Regions from separate parts of the Mus musculus genome. Here region 2 is linked to region 1. Evidence: chromatin contacts called from public HiChIP or PLAC-seq data. All regions are on one chromosome and are shown on one strand. The core of a region is the stretch at or near the end of the contact, and the rest is flanking DNA. Distances in the headings are between cores, read along the strand shown.

Evidence for each region. HiChIP or PLAC-seq counts read pairs in DNA pulled down with a chosen protein or histone mark.
Region 2: a contact with region 1 is called in an H3K27ac HiChIP or PLAC-seq map of large pre-B cells, with 7 times the contacts expected there. The contact joins two enhancer-like sites. A contact is called at or near these places in 2 of 484 Hi-C or Micro-C datasets (cerebral cortex and cortical neurons) and 2 of 115 datasets of contacts at active chromatin or transcription factors (astrocytes and large pre-B cells).

Annotation. Positions count from the first base shown.
Region 1 is chr6:65,643,571-65,650,296 of GRCm38.p6, reverse strand. No RefSeq gene overlaps it. Among named protein-coding and RNA genes, the nearest start is that of Gm36144, 24 kb to the left of the region's middle. Within about 2 kb of position 2,381, at least 36 of the 459 cell types and tissues checked have an H3K27ac peak or open chromatin away from gene starts, as enhancers often do.
Region 2 is chr6:66,965,756-66,972,481 of GRCm38.p6, reverse strand. The region is part of intron 3 of Gng12 (guanine nucleotide binding protein (G protein), gamma 12); the gene reads right to left. Among named protein-coding and RNA genes, the nearest start is that of Gm36816, 40 kb to the left of the region's middle. Within about 2 kb of position 4,076, at least 36 of the 459 cell types and tissues checked have an H3K27ac peak or open chromatin away from gene starts, as enhancers often do.

The DNA.
Region 1 (6,726 bases), core at 1,132-3,631:
AACAGTCCTGAGTTCAAATCCCAGCAACCACATGGTGGCTCACAACCATCCGTAATGAGATTTGATGCCTTCTTCTGGAGTGTTTGAAGACAGTGTACTTACATATAATAAATAAATAAATCTAAAAAAAAAAAAGAGTTAAGCCTGGTCCTGTCACCGAGATGGACAAGATGTAGCTAGATGAATGTCTTTGTCACTAGTCAGTACCTTTCCACATATGAGCTGCAAGGAAACTGCCATGAATACTCCTGAATCCTGAAAACAGCTCATTGAGTGATTCTGGTAGAAGAGGACTTTGAAAACGAAATGCTACAGATTAGTAAATTGGAAGGTGACGTGGGATCCATGTAAGCAAATAAAATAAAATCCCCAGGAACCAGTAGAATGAGGCAAAGAACAAAATCCAGATGTGACAATGGAGTGAAGAAAACAAGTTGGTTCATAGGAAAAGCTAGTGGTTTAAGTAAGTGGTTTGAGAAATACTACTTACTACTAATGCTGATGGATAGAAATTGCTCTTTTACAGACCAAAGAGGGTACTGGGGATCAAATGCCAGGGCCTCACACAGACTAGTGAAGTATTTTACCATGAAGCTTATCCTGCCCCTAATACCAGCTCCCCCTCCCCCCCATTGTCTCATTTATTGGAAATTTTTACTGAACTATTCTGAAGAACAGAAGTTGTTTTGAGACAAGGTCTCACTGTGTACCTTTGGCGAACCTGGAACTCACAGGCCTCCTGCCTCAGCTCCCAAATGCTGGAATTAATTGTAGGTATGAGCCAGCATGTCCAATGTACTGGATAGTATTATATCAAGTTGACACAAGCTAGCAACATCTCAAAGGAGGAAACCTCAATTAAGAAAAGTCCTTTATTAGATCCAGCTGCTGAACATTTTCTTAATTAGTGATTGATGGAGCTTGGCCCATTGTGTGTGGTACCATCCCTGGGCTAGTGGTACTGGGCTCTGTATGAAAGCAGGCTGAGCCAGCCATGAGGAAAAGGTCAGTAAGTAAGCAGCACTCCGTCATGACCTCTGCATCAGCTCCTGCTTCGAGGCTCTTGCCCTGTTTGAGTTCCTGCTCCGACTTCCTTCAGTGATAAACAGTGATGTGTAAGCAAAAGCCAGATACATCCTTTCCTTTCTCACTTGGTTTGTGTCATGGAATTGCATCACAACAATAGTAACTCTAACTAGGACACCCAGCTGGGACTTGATTTAATCTTAATTTTTTATTATTATAGGCCAGGTCTTCTGTTGTGGCAAACAAGTAGAGATCAGACAAGAATTTGGGTGTAGAGTTGGTTTCTTTTTCCTTCTTTCTTAGTAAGAAACTCTGCTGAGCCTTCTTGCCTCCCCATATTTATTGGTTTTTGCTTGCTTGCTTGCTTGCTTGCTTGCTTGCTTGATGGCTTGCTTGATGGCTTGATGGCTTGCTTGATGGCCTGCTTGCTGTCTGTCTGTCTTGCTTGTTTTACTGTTATGAATAGGATTCTTCTCCTAAGCTTTCTTTTGAATGGCTCATGGTTCATACACAGAAATACCCTGGTTTTCATACTCCCAATTTTGTACTTGGCCACTTTATTTCATTTATTTTTTATTTTTATACTGTTTTGTTGTTGATGATGAGGGTTTAGGGTTTTTTTTTTTTTACATAAACAAGGATATTTCTTTTCTCCTTCCAATTCAAGAGACTTATTTCTTTTTCTGGTCCATTACTTCTGGTATGCCATGAACAGAAGCAAGCCTTGTGGGAACCTTGCTTCCTAGAGCCCTCACTTTGTAGAACCCTCACTTTTTAGAAGCCTCACTTTGGACCGGGCATGGCTTCAGCCACCCCAGTGAAAGCAATATTTCCTGTGATCTTTTGGATGTTGAACCTGCCTGGCATTTTCTGTGTGTGCTGAGATGATCATCAGTTTTTATCTCTTCTTTTGTGCCGTACTATGCTGGTTTACTTGTGATCAAGGAATACGGAGCAGCACCTATTTCAGGAAAAGAATCACAGATACTTTCTTAGCCTGGACTTTTGAGCTGACAAGCAGGGGGCTCTCCTTTGCCTTTTTGTTTGTTTCTGAATCTTCCTTCTTTGCTTCCTTCCATGTGAATGACACCGAAAGAGCAAGACAAGCTAAAGATGATACACAGTGGTTAAATCTCATCACGCAGTAGTCCAGAACCCTGTGAACAGAGTTAAGGGTTGAAGACGAACATGAAGTGAAGGGACTGTTCAAAGGAAAAGCATAATCAAGCAGGGTTTCTTTGAAGGAGGAATTCACTTATTTATTCAGTCATGGATATTTACTGAGGACATGTCATATACCCGAAGCACCTCTTGCAGCCAGCACAGTCCTCTGCAGGATGTGGTTACAGACTGCTACTTCCTGAGTCAGGTCAATAGCAGAGTTTCAGAGCTTTTGTATTAATGTGTCTCTAGCTCACAGTACAGTTGGACCAAGAATGGTGATTGAAGCAACATAGCTTTGGATACAGCAGAAAGCACGGTAGATCCGCTTGCAAGAGAGCCTGGCGTGAGAAAAGGCACTGGGATGGGCTGTGGCATGAGAATTGGGCTTTCAGGTCAGCCCACCTCATACTCAGCCAGACACAAGTTAAACCTCCCTAAGGAGGGGCCACCTACCTTTCTGTATAGTATCCATCCAGAGGTGTAGGTAGGTGACACTGTCTATGTAAAACTGCCTGTCCTTTGGGTTGTGTCATCTTATTATAAATCTGGCCAAGAGCATCCACTTCTAATATTTTGGACAAATGCATGGATTATACCAGAGGCTGGACAGGATATGCAAAGATGACAATGACACAGAGTCAGAGATGGCTCAGTATGTTAAAAGCAAACTGTCCCTGATGTGTTGACTCTTTCCCACAGAGAGAACCTTTGCTAATGTTTTCCATCACAAGGGAGATGTGATGACTTATCTTGGTTGTCTACCTAACAGGATCTGGAGTCACCAAGATCTGTTGAGACATTTACAGAAAGGATTAGCTAAGGAGAATTTTTATTTGAGATAACAGTGTCTTCCTCTAAGTGCTCTAGATCACAAAGAGATCTGAGAAAAGGACAGTGCTTCCTGTCAGGCCTGTCTTTTGATTCCTGATGAGTGAGGTTATCTATCCCTCCTCTTGTGGCTCCCACTTCCATCTCTGCAGACTTTTGCCACCACCTAGTACCTTGGACATTCTAACATAAAGAGTAGTAGCTACCCAGGAATCTTCCAGGCATTCACTGGGTTTCGATCCTTGACATCCAGCTTCATGGACTGAGCAGTAATTGGTGTCTCAGCTTCTCTAGCCTGCAGACACTCATATCAGCCATTCCAGTGAATCCCTTTCATAATGCTCTTCTTGAATCTCTTTCTGTTCTTCTAGACTCTGAATCTAGAGGATGGTGCCAAACAGAAGAGAAGTGATGTAATTAGATATTAAATAGATGGCAGAAAAAGACAAAGAGGCATAAATTAGAGGACAGACTGAAGATCATACAGGTCCTAAAGGCTCAGTCAAGGTGACTGGAGGATATAAAAAGAGCAAAAACCACTGTGAGAACAAAACCAGTTAGAGAGGCTGTGGAATCTCTGCCATTCGAGATTCCATTCAAAGAAGTACTTTAGCTTAGTGATGCAGAAGGAAAAAAAATCTCACAGGTGAAGATTCTTATGACTAAATGTTTAAAACACACACAGGTTTTAAGTTGAGAGGCACTTGAGGAACGATGCCTGCCATACACAGCATGGCCTTCCTGCTTCGTGACTGCCTCCTTTCAGCAGCCCTCCCTTTCCAGAAACAAGATTATGATTAACATGATGAAATGGATTTGACTGTGAACAAGATAATATTAAAAATCAACATGTTTCTACTAACAATAAAGGTTTTAAGAGAAGATTATTTATGTCTCCTGTGCTGTCTGGTTACTGTGCATTTTTTAAAACTGTGAGTTATGGGAAGTGGGAGATGTCTTAGTGAATAGTTCCTTGGTTAAGGATAAGCTTAACCAAGCACAGGTAAGCTCTGCTCTGCTAAATGTGTCCATGAAGGTTTGACTAGTCAGGGTTCTCCAGAGAAACAGAACTGATAGGAGGAATATATACTAACAGAATTTATTAAATAAACTTACATTAAAATAGTAGCTCACCAGAGAGGCTTCTTAAAATAGAGCTCACCTGTCTCAGGGGTGGGGACGGGGTGGGGGTGGGGAGTGCCTCAGTTGTCCTGATCTGAAACTGAAAAACTGAGAGGTTCCTGCAGAGCCACTGGCCTTAGTCAATGATGGGAGTCTGAAACAGTGGTTCTGTTAAGAACAAAGGAATTAGCAGCAACAACAAGGTAAATCTGTTCAAATCAACAGTAGGAAAAAAGTCCAAGCAGCCAAGAGGGAAGGGCAATGGGGAGAAGGCACATAACCTTCCTGCTGCCATAACCATTTTTATCTGGACTGCTACCAAATGGTGTTGCCACACTTGGGGGCAGGGGCTCTTTCCACATCCATTAAAGTAATTGGAACAGTTCATGTGAGGCTCCTTACTCAAGTAATTCTACTTTGGGCAAAGTTGGCATTAAAGTAACCATCACAGAGAGACATTGTCAAAACGTGTTGCTAAACTGCTCGAACTGAGTTTGTAATCCAAATTCTGTGCTGTGGCCTAAGAGTTTGTAATTCTAGAAAGGCCCTAGGTGGGTTTGCTACTGCTGGTGATCATTTTGAGACTAGCATTTGTAAACTATAATGTTGTGCTTCACTACAATGATGAAGCCATTACTGAAATGGCAACGTTACAGCTTGTGATGAAGTCACTGAGTTAATGTGTGGACCTCTCTGCTTCTGAGATAGACAACTTTGCCCAGACCACTCACCAAAGATGTCCGGTGCAAAACGGGTTAGCTGCAGCAGCATTTAAGTCTTGTCTTGCAGAGGCAGATATCTGACTGTAGTGTTAGGTAAGACTGACTAGGCTATGCCAAATAAAGGAAAGACTTGTTGGAAATATGGACTGGCTTCGTTCGTCTATTAAATAATGGCAAGATTCTTGATGGTGAGTTTGAAGACCTTCATGTGCCCCAACATAAACAAATCACTGTGAAATTTGCCTGCACAATCTTTGGACAAAACACTTTATATTTGAAGAAAAAAAAATAAGACAAGGACAAAGGACAAGGACAAGGACAAAAGGAACAGGAAGAATAGACTTCCTGGTGATGTCACAACTCGTCTGAGAGCCATATGGATTCTTTTCAAATCAAAAGAATCAGCACCACAAGTCAGCAAGCTACCCTGGGCTATGCTTTATTTAAACACCTCTTGGTTAAATGGCTTATGTAGTTCCAAATGAATCACTGAGTTCAATGGAAACAGAACTCCTACAGCTGTTCCTCCCGTTTTGACTGCCAAACATACCTCTTCAGTAAATAAGTTTTACCCAATGAAGTAATAGTCAGCCCAGGACTTAGTACAATAAGCTAGTTAGCTGAAGGGGTTTCTGATATGTCTCTCCTCTGATTTGTCTCAGAATGATCTCTGATTTGAACATTCTATATTACTCATAGGTTGTCACAATAACATAAATCCACAAGCTATTTTGGGAAAGCAGTAAGTGATGGGTCCTACTTCAAATGGAATAAGTTTCTTATAACACAGCTATTCTGAAAAGGAGAACAGTGGTTCTGAAAATAAAACTGTGTAGGCACTGCATAAATACCATAGGAAACATTGCAGAATCTTATTAGGAATGCTGTTGGAAGTAGCTGTGCTGGGAGGGTGGAGTTCACCCTTCAAGTTTCTTTAAGAGGAAGGTTGGAACTATTGAGTTAGCGCTCAGCTCCTCTCATTAAAAGGGACTTAAATGAAGACTCCTGACTGAGAAAGGGAGGCTAGGCTGGCTGGGTGAGGGAGGCGTCTGCTAACAAGCCTGGTATGGGGGCTCACACAGAGAACCAGCACAATTGACTCCCTTTGTTGTTTTCACGTGGACGGATGTATAGGGGAGAAGGCCCTGATGGGTTAGTTAAGGATATCCCTAGAAAAGGAGCCAGATGGTATAATAAAGCCTAGCCCAGATCAATGTGACATGGCCTCTGCAGCACCTTTTAGTATGGCTCTCACTGGGAGAAAAAAAGAAATCTGTTTGTTCCCCTTGCAGTTATATGCTATGTTCATGTGGTGTGAATGTCTTGAATGTGCCCATATAAATGCAAAAGGCTAAGGCCAGTGCAGAGCATTATTTGACTGTACACACACAAAGAGACTTCAATTAGGCCTCCTCCAGGATATCAGGATTTTAATGGTGCCATTGTTTATTCTGCATATCAGGCCAATCTAGGTAGCCACAGATAATCTGATGAAGAAAGATTGACTAGAATTCTTTTATGCCCAAACTGTGAGTTAGACCACTTTGAGTTCTTAGCAGCTGCGCTTTCCAAATGTGAAGGATCAGCTGGTCCCAGTGGTTAGTTTCCTGTTTACTTTGCCTTTAGAGGGTACACACATTGGTTCTTGTAGTTCAGCTCAGGGAGAAGGTCAGATTCAAACAGGAATAGTCCTGATTATAGGAACATTCTCAAGAAGGGAGTCTTAAAACATCTTAGAGACAAGACATTTGATTCTTACTTTTAGAGCATATACCATCTTGGAAACGCTTCAGTACCAGAAAAACTGAACCTAGAGACAAGATTACAGCAGGCTGAGGGTCTCATGACCAGAAGTAACACAGAC
Region 2 (6,726 bases), core at 2,827-5,326, 1.3 Mb before region 1:
TATGCGTGTGTGGTGGGTGGGTAGCACTATATGTAGACCACAAAAGCCTCCATCCTTCCTCCTCTCACGAGAACACCCACAACCTGGTGGGAACGTAATGGAAGTTGAACTGGCTATTTTTGCTGTGCAGGAATGTTTGCTCTCCATGCCAAAGCTGAGACACACTGGGCCTTCACGGTGCTGGCTGTGAGGGCAGAGATCTGTCCTTTGGGAGCAAAGCGTAACCTCACAGATAGTGACTGAAATGTTTCATTCTCCTAGTCTGAAAGCACAAATAATTACAGAACATGCTACATTTGAACAAGAGACTATTGTCTTACAAGGGGGACGGGAACAGGAGGAGGGAGAGGTAAAATAAAATCTTCCTTTTGGGGGAAAAATAAAAGAGAGCCTGACGGCTCTCACACAGGCTGAAGTATACATTCAAGGGATTCTTTTGCTTGTAAAATATTTCTTCACATTGGGTGACTGATCAATAAAGGTTTCTGGCTTTCCAAGGCTAGTGGCAGAGAAGCCCAAGGGTTTGGTGGCAGCCACCAAAAACAACTGTCAGATAGAAGTCAGAGTAACCCAATCTACCACAGGCCGCTGCAGAAACTCAGAATTCCACATCCTGACTTTGTTGTCTGGATGTGAAACTCTTCCCCCAAACAAGAGAGCTGCAGAGAGCAGGCGCGATGGGGCTTTAGAGAGGCAATCTCTTTCTGGCCTTCTCAGCAGTCTGGTTTTTGTGTGATCTCACTGTGTCCTGGTTTATTTTCTGTTTCTACACACAGTACCATGGCACAGAGACATTCAGAAGTACCCCTTTCTCAGCAGCTGCCAGCCACCTCAGCAGTTCCCTTACGAGCCCTTCTTTTGGAAAAGAACTTCATCTCTTTCTTTTCCAAGGTGTCTCCCCCCTCTTCTTATTTCCCATCTGTTTTCCCTCTCCTAGCTCAGGCCAGTAAGGCAGTGAATAAGAAGGAATCTAAGAAGAATACTGTATTTGGGGGGGGGTATAGGCCATATTTGCTATACAAGTGAAGCATTGGGCAGGTTACTGAACCTCCCTGCATTTCACTTATCTTCAAATGGAACTGAACAGGGCAACTGCGATTTCAGGATAACATCATTTGGAGTTTTAGTAATATAAAATGCCTTATCAACCTAGGCAAACTTGTCCAGAGTACTTTGGTGCTGAAACCATAGTAAATACCAGTTTGTGTTCTATGCTACTTGTGACTACTGTGATTAATACTGCCAACTTCACAGAACACAGAATCACCTAGACATGCCTATGGTGTGTCTGTGATTTTGTACTCATAAGTAAGACAACCCACATTACCTATGGGTGGGTAGTACCTTCCCACGGCTGAGCTGGAGACTGAATACCAGGAACAGCACCATCAGAGCACCAACATCCATTGTTCTGTTTCCTGATTGCAGGCGCAGCGTGACCAGATACCTCACAGTCCACTGCCAAGAATTCACACCACAACGGACGGTGGGCCAATATAAAAACTCCATCTTTTAGATTACTTTCTTTTTTTTCCCAGAGATTTTTATTTTATTGTCATATATTAAAAGTCAAGCAAAGCCAAAGTTTATTTATCAAAGACAATTTTATTCGAGTCAAAAAGAAAAGTCCCAAGGCAGCCAAGCTGTGAATCTCACAAGCTGTCCAGAGATGGAGAATAAAAAAGAAGAGGGAGAGGGACCATGTACTTCGAGTTCAGCTGTTGGCATAAAGGTGAGTCATATGGTGGGGAGGAGAAATGCCTTTAAAAAGGATTTCTAGAAAGAGTGCTATGAAAAACACCATGCTTAGAAAAGTGAGAGAGAGAGAGAAAAAAGGAAAAGGCATGCTTTTTTTTTTTGTAAATAATCCAGAAAAGTGGGGAGAATGCTTCCTAAGAGACGGCCTTTATTTTATTGTGTGTGTGTTTATGTGCGTGTGCATGCCAATGCCCTAGATGGTGGGAGGCATCAGACAGCCCTGAAGGTGGAGTTACCAGCAGGTAGGAACTGCCTTTGTGTAGGTGCTGGTCTCGTGCACCAGGCTCTCCACCACTAAGCCATCTCTCCTGCCTCTTGCAGCAGAAAAAGTAAGCCAACTACAGGGATAATGATATTGAGGTCAGTCCTTTGAGCGGAATGTCATGCTTTCTGCTAATGTACCCTCACCCTTACCTCTCAGGTGAGTCACTAGCCAACACCTGCCTCCTTTGCAGACTCACTGAAAATTAGACAAAAATATACAATCTGCTTTAAATATCAGGCTCCAGACACTCAGGTTTACCAGGTGGAACTTGGGGTAGGATGTGCCTGCAACCTAGCCTGCTCCAAAATAACCCCACACCAAACACGACAACAGAAAACACTACTAAAAGCAGATAGATAGATAGATAGATAGATAGATAGATAGATAGATAGATGGATGGATGGATGGATGGAAAAAAAGGGAGAAAAAGATGGCCAAGATGGAGGCAAAAGCAGCTGAAGGAAATACAGGGAAAAAGACAGAGAAGGTTTGAGCCACTCCTGTGTGGTTTCAAGTTGCCCATACCAGGAACACTACAGCCAGGGGTTCACCCACAAGGCTCTCCAGGAAGAATGAGTAGCCTTTGGTGCCTCTGGGGATTATAAATGAATAGAGAACATGCTCCAGGGTGGAACACTGCATTTTCCCGATTAACCACACTGGCTTCACATCCCCTTCCCTGCTGCTGCTTGCAGACTCCTGTGTTTTGGCTCAGGCACCATAGAAGTTGCTTTATAGTCAGTTCTTCCCTCTTCAACTAGGTGTAGACTCCTGGAGGGCAGACACGCTTCTTTCTGTCCTTTGTTCCTCTCTGCTACGCCTATCAGTGTAATCCACCCAGCACTCACTCAATAAACTCTTGATGATGGGTTAATGCTGAGAATTTTACACATCAGTAGGTGATGGCTTTATATCATTAGCCCCCAACTAATAAATCAGCAGGAGTTCAAAAGTTGATTTCAAAGAAGGTCCTTATGGGGCATATTTCTCCATGGAAACAGCTGGGGTTTAGGTTTCCAGGGCCACTCAGTTCTCAGAGTGCCCTTACATATTCATCTGCTGGCTTACTGAGCACCATCATCTATCTCAGGTCTCCCATCAAACTGGCAGTACTCAAATAACTAAATCATGATATCAAAAGGAGTACAGATGTAATCACCTGTGATCCTAGTCCCTGGGAACCACTTCTTAGAAGGCTGTGTACAATACAGAGCAAAGGGCTTATTTTATTCTCCAGACTACAGAATATATTTATGTCTTTAAATCTACCTTAATAATCATTTGTTAACAGCAACATTAACTTCTGCAGAATTCTCATCTTAGTGGTTCTATTTTCTTAGTGTGTATGCATGCAGGAAGAGCCAAGCTCAAAGCCCTAGAACCCAAGTAAAAGTAAGGAGCAGTAGCATGGTCTGTGATCCCAGTGTTCTATGCTTGGCTGAGAAGAGAACCCTGGAACCTCCTGGCTCAGCTAGTCTGTGTACCAACAAGTGAGCGGCAAAGGCCATCTCAGAAGGTAGAAGGTGAGGACCAACTCACCCGCACATGTGTGCTATGTAAGTGTACACTCACATTCATACACATGAATGAACTCATCCACGCACACAGTTGGAGGAAGTCTACATACTTTCTCACTGGACAAAAAGCTTTCAGTGGCTCAGAACCCATGTTCTGCGAGAAGTACATCTTCCCTCAGCATTAAGAGAGATGCCAGGTCAATTAGAGATGCATGACAAACACAACCTCATCAAGTGTGGACAGAATATTCATTGAGAAGCAGGAGCTAGTCCTGTTGTAGCATATCTCATATAATTTCACAGTTGACAAGCGACTGAGGCACCATTTTCCCAGTAATAATCTTAGTCCACCACACAAAACCCCTCCACTTGTCTAGGCTACAATGTGAGCTATCTGCCATCATTTCCAGAAACTCATTATGTGCTAGAAGCTGTTAGACACCAAATGACATCATTCATCCCCATGACCTTAGAAGGATCCCAGAGAGACAAAGGCAGCTGGAATTAGATGTCCAGCACGGCTTCCAGCAGCATTCCCTGAGAAGTGGGGGATGGAGCCCAGAGCTTCTCTGCTTCCTGCAGTCCTAGCACTGCACTGGCTTCACTGTCCTACAGAACTCTGTTCCTGTGACCTTCTTCCCTACTTAGCTCTAGGAAAGCAAGAACACCTTCTTCATTTGTCACAATCAGTACTCGAAATGGTCCTGGAGACACAGTGGCCATAAGGGAAGCTCTTGTTGTTTAGTAGTTCTGATTCATGCTCTACAGTGAGCAGATGATCTAGTGGCCACTAGAGTTATTACGTCAACAGAAAGTACTAGGCAGGCCAGCTAGATCAGAGGCCAGAGCCACAGCAGCTCTCCCCCCAGCCCCTCGGATTTGTGACTTGGTGCTCTGCAGCTGTATTTCTGCCTGTCCCTGTCTTCTGTACTAGACTATACTTCAGGAAATGCTTGGTCAGTGATGGATGAAGGCTCTCTGCAGAGGTCTCTAGTAAACAAAGCATTGGCCTGAGACAAGGGACAAGGAGCTACATTCAGAAATGCCCTGACTCCCTTGAACAGTTCCTACCTGGTCTGTTGCAAAGCTTGTTAATGCAAGAATGCCTACACTCATAGAGGCCAGCACTAAGTAACAGTGTATGTAAGCACACTGCCAAGATTTAAGTCTGCTAAACTCAGGACAAGTGCTGTCACTCTGGTGGGAATCCTTGTACTCAGGTCTCCTTTGTGCAGTTCACTTTACTATCACAGAGACCTTGCTGTCCCTGCCTGGACCTGGAGAGGTATGATCTGTTTGCCTGCTCTCAGTATCTCCTCCCCCCATCTCTTCACCATTGTCTCTGTTCACATTCTTAAAAGGACTGTGTGTGGCCTCTTGGCACAACTCAGGGCCCTATGTGTCTATCTCTGATTACCTGGGCTTCTTCTGACCACCCATCCACCAGCCTCCCACAGAGAGAGTACTAGTTGCACCTTTGCTCACCATTTTAGCCCAACTGCAGAATCAACCTATTGCTACGATCTCCAGTTCAGGGAATAGCACCGATGTGTGGGCAAATGCCCCGACTCCACCCCACTTTTCCTGCACCCCTCTGCTACCTCCAGGCTCCTCTCTCTACATCTTCTCTGCAGTCTTCTCATTTACTTCTTGCTACTAGAGTGATCTTTCTGAAAAGAAAATGTCTCTCCCCACGTTTCCACAGTTTAGACATCACTTTTTCCAGAAAGCCTTGCTGACCACTCTATCTGTATTTCCTGCAGGGAAACAGGGCACATGCCCCAATTCTCTGGATTTCTACGGTGGTGTGGTCTCTTGAGTAATCTTGATTGTTACTCCCCCTCCCCGGTCTGCTGTCCTCGTAAGTTCCCTCTTCATGTGACTACAATAAGTCTAGACTGGGGTAGATCACATAAGTGTCAGAGATAAGTTCAGGAAGGATGTGTGTCCTAATTCTCTCCAGGGAAACACGAGGAGAAATTGACTCGTGGGCTTCAAGAGGTAACCTCATCTTAAAGGAGAGGTATGTCAACAAGCAGTTCTTTTCTGTGTTGGCACTGGTCGGAAAGGTTGCAGCCTTTCTGTGAAGCATAAGAAGGTTGGTGGTCTATCTTACCCCGAATCTGAGTGAAGAGCCCACCTCCACTGTTCAGTCTTATATGAAATGTGACTTTACCCTGAAGGCCAGCCTTCTTTAGGCTCACTCTATCTGCTAATGTTCAATATAGGAAGAAAATATAAAAGCCCCATGATCCATCCTAGGAGCAAACCCTGTCAGCCTACCCTGACATATTCCATCACACTGAGCACACTGTTGTGCAAAGGGTACACTCAGAATGTTTGCTAAATGAATAATCTAATTTGCCTCTGATGAGTCAAGGGCGCTTAGGAGTTTTATAATGTTCTAGGACTTTAACAATGAATAGCAGTCTTCAACTAGCTGTGCTAAATATATCCTGGTCCTAGGCCCTCACTAGAAAAAAGTTTCTGTTTGTTTACAGGAGAGGCTCTATACTGCGATGATGAAGCTTTAAATAGAACAAGTAGAGCTGAGCACTGTACAATGAAGCAGAAGTTGGATGTGCACTGCCTGCTAGTCCTGTTTGCACCATGGTCTGGTACTATGACAAACCCACTGACCTCAATGGGCTTAAAGGCTAAGGGCTGAGGACAATGAAAAGCAACTTCAAAACAGCGTGGAGATAGGGCTGCAGGGATGGTTCAGAGCTAAGACTGTTTGCTGCTCTTCTAGGAGACTGGAGTTCTGGTCCCACTCGGTATCCATACCAGACAGCTCACAAATGCCTGAACTCCAGCTCCAGGACAGCTGAGGCTCTCTTCTGACCCTTGTGGATACCTTTACACATGTGCTTGTGCATACACACACACACACACACACACACACACACACACACACCAGTGTGGCAGATGCTTTCTAAGAAGCTGGAGGACATAGTATGGGTCATAAGGTCAGATGTGTACTGAGAAAGCTTGCCACAGGATCATCTGCATTGCACCAGAACATAAAAGGACAGTTCACCCAAAGAGAGGCAAGCAAAGTAATAGTAAAGAGGGTGTACTTGACAAGAAGCCCGTCCTGGCTGTGTGGGGAACGTAAGTGACACGCCTGAACTGTGGTGAGATGCAGGTCTGCTGTGGGGCAGACAGGAGTCCCCACAGCCATTC